Linked DNA regions of Anser cygnoides: region 1 is linked to region 2. A link is a contact called in public Hi-C data. All regions are on one chromosome and are shown on one strand. Each heading gives the region's core, a stretch centred on a gene start, on an enhancer-like site or on the middle of the called end of the contact. The rest is flanking DNA. Distances are from core to core; before and after follow the strand shown.

What was found. A called contact is a pair of places that touch in the nucleus more often than the background predicts.
Region 1: a Hi-C map of liver shows a contact between it and region 2, with 4 times the contacts expected there. The contact joins the promoter of PIK3CG here to the enhancer-like site in region 2. A contact is called at or near these places in 2 of 7 Hi-C or Micro-C datasets (both in liver).

What each region holds. Positions count from the first base shown.
Region 1 is chr1:15,247,368-15,250,558 of Taihu_goose_T2T_genome, forward strand. PIK3CG (phosphatidylinositol-4,5-bisphosphate 3-kinase catalytic subunit gamma) reads left to right here and starts at 1,849. Exons shown (of 11, transcript XM_013190757.3): 1 at 1,849-2,371.
Region 2 is chr1:15,183,924-15,186,790 of Taihu_goose_T2T_genome, forward strand. No RefSeq gene overlaps it. Among named protein-coding and RNA genes, the nearest start is that of CCDC71L, 39 kb to the right of the region's middle. Within about 2 kb of position 1,563, at least 3 of the 3 cell types and tissues checked have open chromatin away from gene starts, as enhancers often do. A contact at or near this core is called in liver, where this site is marked.

The sequences.
Region 1 (3,191 bases), core at 599-3,098, 64 kb after region 2:
CCCAGTCTATCAATGACAATAGAACATTCACATCAAGTTCCAACATATGTTGGTACATAAAGTTGTTGCTGAGCATTTAATGGGGCTGTTATTCTTTATCTCAGTTCTCCATGAAACAACATAAAAACTGATGTTTGACTGTGCAGAGGACACAAAAGATACCATCTTACATTTTTTCCAGCCTCCAAAACTCCCATTAAAGATCATGACAGCAATTGCTTGTCATATTTTTATTACAGCTGAAAGATAAAGGAAATAATTGCATTTTGACTGCACCCCACAAGATTATATTAGCAAAATGATTGCTTCTTTGCATGACTAATTTTGATTAAATCAGCTTCATTTAAATACCAAATTGTATTCTTCACCTTCCTTCATTAAGCTATGGTATTTCTGAATGTTTAGAGCTCCATTTTTATATGGTAAAATGTGCATTTCAATGTATTGTACAGGCTGTCATTCAATGAAAAAATGGAAAGTGACAGATTATGGAAAGGGGTTAAAGTCACATTTGGAAATCAACAGGAATAAAATAATGTTAAAATATATATTTCTAAAGACTATGCAACCTATAAAGAGAGCACGCTTGGTAACAGGAAAGCCCGTACTTGCCACAAAGGGCAGTAAGTGTGCTGCTTATATAGGAGCTGAAAATTAACTGAAAAAAAAAAAATTATTAAGCTTCTAAATCCTGAAATGACAAAGATTTTCAGTTTTTCTATAACACCTTACAAAATATTTTACCTCCTTTTCTCAAATAGAATATAGACAATAATTTATTCTTTCATTGCAAATAGCATTATGTTGATTTATAGCTATTTAAAAATATTTTATACAATTCTGGCTGAAGTGACACATGAAACGTGTCATTTGCTCAGGCTGTAAATTATTCCCTCTGTATTTGTCTTTTGACAAATGAAGGTCTTTTTTATTCATCTGCTTAAATCTCCATATGTTTGTGCATCGCCAAATAAAGTCCATGGATTTTAACAGGATTAGTAGCCAAACTGGCTGTATTTCTGTTCCTGGAGTGATCCATCTGGGGACCCAGCCAACAACAACAAAAAAGAGGCTTCCTATTTGATAAGGTTTTCTAATCTATTTTAAAGCATTCAGCAATACACGTGCTGTGCAAAGCTGAACTTCTCTGACAAATATTACCAATTGTACCAGGAAAACCAAGCACAAAGTCAGTGAATCTTCACCGTGTTTCCCCTGTGCTGCAAGCACGTCATGTGAAGGTTGTTAAAGGTTTTCATTTTGCCTCCAGCTTTGTAAAAAGGGAACTTGAAGCTGAAATAGTTACGCTTTCATTTAGCCACTGTTCAGTGTAACACATTAATTTTGAAACTGCATGTTTATACTATTGTTTCTGAATTACTTTCTGCTTCAGGCTGGTATTACAACTCTTAGTGTTGTCATGCAAATGATTTTTTAAGTCAAAAGAACTCCACTGTTATAACGACAATTATCCAAACTTTTACAATAGCATCTGTACAAGGAACACACAGGAACACACTAGTTATTCCCTTCTGATATTTTTCGCTCTATGGAGGTTAACACAGTGCACACAGAAAATTCAGATTCCCTTTTATAGCCTGTGTGGAAATCTATGGGCTTGTCAAGCACTCCCTGAAGATGTCACCTTCCGTCAGCATGTCGTTCAGGGCAAGCATGTGGGCTGTTTGCCACACAGAGTTCACCTCTGAGTCTCATTGCAAGATCAAGGTCAGAAAAGGTCTCGGTACAACCACTGAAATAATTTTGTTATCCGTTTCAAAGCAGAGGTGAGGAGATACAAATGCTCAGCTCCTTTCAGAGCCGAACAGGCAGCAGCCAGGGGAGCGAACGGGTTGTGACGGGGTGCTGTTTGTTTGAGTTGGAAGTGAACGGTTATGCCTGTGCTGCATTTTGAGTCCTGGCTCTGGAAGGCTGATGAATTAATACTCCTGCTGCGGGCAGCCTTGGCAAGGCCGTAGCTGGAGTACTACGATGTCCAGTTCAGAGCAGCGCCTTCCAAAGCCGATGCGGCCCCTTTGGCAGGAGCCCAGGGGCAGGCTACAGGAATCGCCAGGGGGCTGAGGAAGACGACCAAAAGGCAGAGAGACAGGGTGCGGGGCCTGGAGATGAGAGGCTAGCAGAAAAGCAAGAATCCAGCGCCTTCAAATAAAAAGTAGCTGGAAAAAAAGGAAAAAAAATAAAAAAAGAGGGAGTGTGGGGGGATAAGACAAGTAAGAGGCTAATCCTGCAAAAGTAGACATCTAATCAGACAGCATGAAAGCCTTTCCGAAGGAGAAGGCCACGGAGCAGTGGAGCAGACCACCAGACCACCATCGCCAGGGCTTTTCGAGGACAGCCCAGGCAAGCCCCGGTAAGGACCAGCCTCGTCCTCGCCTCGGTGTGCGGGACGGGACGGGACGGGACGGGACGGGACGGGGAACCCGCAGAGCCCGGGGCCGGGGCCGGGGCCGGGGCCGGGCCGAGCGGGGCGGGGAGGCCCCAGCGCCGGTTCCCTCTTCGTCCGCCGTGTGATTGGCGGCGGCTCCGGAGCTGCCTCCCGCCGGCCATGGAGCCTCCCGCCCGGCCGCCGGCCCGCTCCGCTTCCCGCTGAGAGGAAAGCACCTGCGCGGAGCCCGGCCGCGGCCCCGCCGCTGCGGTGAGTAGCTCCGTCCCGGGGGGCGCCGCCGGACCCTGCCCCAGGCCGGCGCTGCCCGCCGCGGCCGAGCCTCGCAGGGGACCGCCGGGGTCTCGCAGCTCCGCGGCCCGGCCCTGCCCGGCCCCCGGAGGTGGCGGCGGTGGAGGTGGCGGCCGCGGGGTTTGCCCCGCTCGCAGCAGCGGCCCCCGCGGGCGCACGGCGCCGGCCGCCATCTCAGGGCGGGGGCCCCGCTCCGCCCGGGGCCGGGGGAAGGCGCAGCCCCGGGCCGCTGCTCCCCGCCGTGCCGGGGCGCAGGGGAGGCTCCTGGCCCCGAGACCCCCTGCAGAGGGTGTGGGGAGTCGTCAGCCGGCGTCTCAGCCTCCCAGGGAAGGGCTGAGTCAGCCTTAGGTCGGCTGGGGCTTCGCTCGTCGCGGCCTTGGTCGTGGCCCAAAGAGGAGTCACAGGTTTGATGCTAAGCCTGCTAAAAACAGCTGTTCATACGCTGAACCGAGCAGTGCGAGCTGAACGGGGCTGTTCCCGCTGGTCTTAAGATCTT
Region 2 (2,867 bases), core at 313-2,812:
GCATTGTTCTGATCTATGAGTAAATCTGCCGTTAGAAACTGGCACTCCCCTTGCCTGGGACTTTTTTATTATTATTATTTATTTTGTTTTAAATAAATGAGTACTGTTGTCTTCCAGTCACAACAAATATTGCGGCTGTCTTATTTAGGGCTAATGATTGACATCTTTTGTCATGAAAATGAAATTCAAGGATTCAAAACTGTATTAGAAATGGCTGAGAGGAGAAAGTATGGATCAGAAATTTCAGAAGGCGAAACATTAACGTAACAATTACAGGAACACAAAGCCTTAAAAACCCACAAAAGTCATACAAAACACTATATTTCTAAAATAAAATTAAATTAAATTAAATAGCTCCTCTTTGGCACAGATAGACACATCTGCACTGCAGAGGAGGTGTGCGCCCACCCATGGCACAAGGGCTGTGACTCCTGCCAGCAAGGCTTTCAGGGCAAAGTACATGTCTTACATGTTCTTGTGCTCCTAACCAAGAGCATAAAAGGGTGGAGCTGCTCTCATTCACTGTGAGATTTTTCTTGTCCATAGCAGAGGCTGGAATTCACTCAACACCACGAGGTTTGACAGCACCGGGGTGCCCCGAGCACTCCCCGTCCTCCCCACGGTGAAATTTGTGGCACGGTTCTTGGCACGTGGGCCGGTGCCAGCCACCTCTCCCCTGCCCTGTTTCTGGGTAGGGTTCAGAAGCACGGTGGGCCAGGGACTGTTCCCAGCACCAGTTTCCATGCGACCACCCTGTTTTGGAGGGTAAGAGAGGTTAATGTTATGGATGCAGGCTGCTCCTTGCCAACCGGCCTCAGTGCCAGGGAATGGCCCCAGGCACATTTCATTTGCTAGTATAGGCGCAGCTTCAGTTTCTTTGTGCTGTGGTTCCTGTCTCATTCACTAGCATTTTAAAACCTTTTGGTAATAGTTTGTTAGTGAGCTGATAGGTATTTTAGACAGCAATTTATGGATTTAACAGATTCCACTTTTTTTTTTTTCCCTACAGTAAGTAGGAAAGGTGTCCTGAGGCTTTACACCCGCCTCCTGCAGCACTGGGATAGCTGCTGACAACGGGCACCCCGGCTGGCTGGTCAGGCTAGGCAACAGGCAAATCCTCTGCTTGCAAACGCTCCTCCTTATCTTCCACGAAAAGTAGAGAGGTTTATCTGAGCAGGCTCTTCGTGGAAGAAACCAGGCATTTCTTGGCAACTCAAAGCACAGTGGCAAACTATGCTCTTAATTTGCTAATGCCGTTCTGTTTCAGGGGGTTGCCCTGACGAAACACTCAAGATGAGAAGTAGGAATTAGCCCCTCATGTCCTAAAATTTCTGTGCTTACAGCTCCTGCCTTCATTTTGTCCTCAGCCCCCCAACAAGAGAGCTGTACAGCGCCACCAAACCAGCTGTAAGCCGGCGAGCCAGGCAAATACTAATGCTCAATTTAACATGCAGCTCATGTGCCTTTAAATAGCAGCGAGAGCCGAGCCAAGCCATCCACTGCAGCAATTTCTGGACATATGTGCGGAGCCCCCCTCCCTTGCCGAGCCCTCCCAGCCCGGCACCGGGGATTGGCGCTGCTGCCTGTCAGTTCCCAGTCACCCCACTGACGTCTCCTCCGCGCTGTGGACTCGATCCCGTTTGTAGCCAATGTAATTACAACGTGGAGAATCAACAACTGTTAACGATTTAGGTTAAACGTAATTTAATGCCCCCAGATTACCGCACTTAGGTTAGATTTCATTTCACACGAGCCATAGAGAGAGTTCGAAGAGGTCGCATACTTCTGTTAAAGTAATTCTGGACAAAGGAAAGATTGACACTAGCTTCCTTGGGCTCTATTAAATGCTTCAGCGACTTTGGCATGAGTTTCTAATCTGTCATTGCTTTTGGAACTCCACATGTTAAAAGGAGATATGTCTGAGAGCAGAGGTTCAAAATCCATTCTTCCTTGGGGGGGTCCATATATCTTAAAGAAGGAGAGCTTAAAACTCCTGATCAGGTCTAAGGGACCCTTGAAAAGACTATGCCTACTATTTCATCTGCAGTGCCGTTGTGTCTATAAGCCATGAAATGGCTTGAAATGACAGCATGAAAAGTTGCTGTTAGAAAGTCTAAGAAGTAGTCATCCAAGCCTAGAAACCAGAGAGTCCATCACAGAGTGCTCTTGTGCTACTGGGACGGCTGCCAAGCAAGGCATGCAGATTGCTATTGCTGAACTTTTGGATGATGAGAAAAAGGACGGGACTTCCCAATGCAGCAGGCACTGCCCCAGAGTGCACAGAGCTCCTGAGCAGGCAGGCAGCACAGCTGCTGCCTCTGGTTCCTTTTGGTAGCCACTTTCTAGGTGGACCATGCTGGACCATAGACCCAGAAGCTGGAGCTGGATGCCAAACACATTTTAGTAGAGGCTTTCAGCTCTGTATGTCACTCTAACAGAAAGTTTCCTAACAAAGAGACAGCAAAAATGCTGCCTGGTAGCTTTAGAGATCATTTGTCTCCTCCCCAGATGTAGAACAGCCATGTCTTTTCCAGTCATCCATGCTTCCACTGCCCCGTTAGGAGTGCAAATATTTGTGAATGAAATTGCCAGCTATTCTCTAATTCTTGAGCAACTCAGCAAAAAATAGCATCAAGCCCAGCAAGCTTCTGTGATCTGGTGACAGCGTGACCTTTGTTTATCCTTAGTATTGAAAGCAAATGGATGTCTGATGCACTGACGTATTTTGATGAAGTTCTTTATGTGCTTGGCTTTGGCAGGTTCTATTAACCCACACCTCTGTGCTCCTGGGCAGCCGCTGTGATGACAGCATTTGGATTTACTGGCAGCAGTCTGTTGGCCTGTTGGTTCACAGCACAAAACAAATG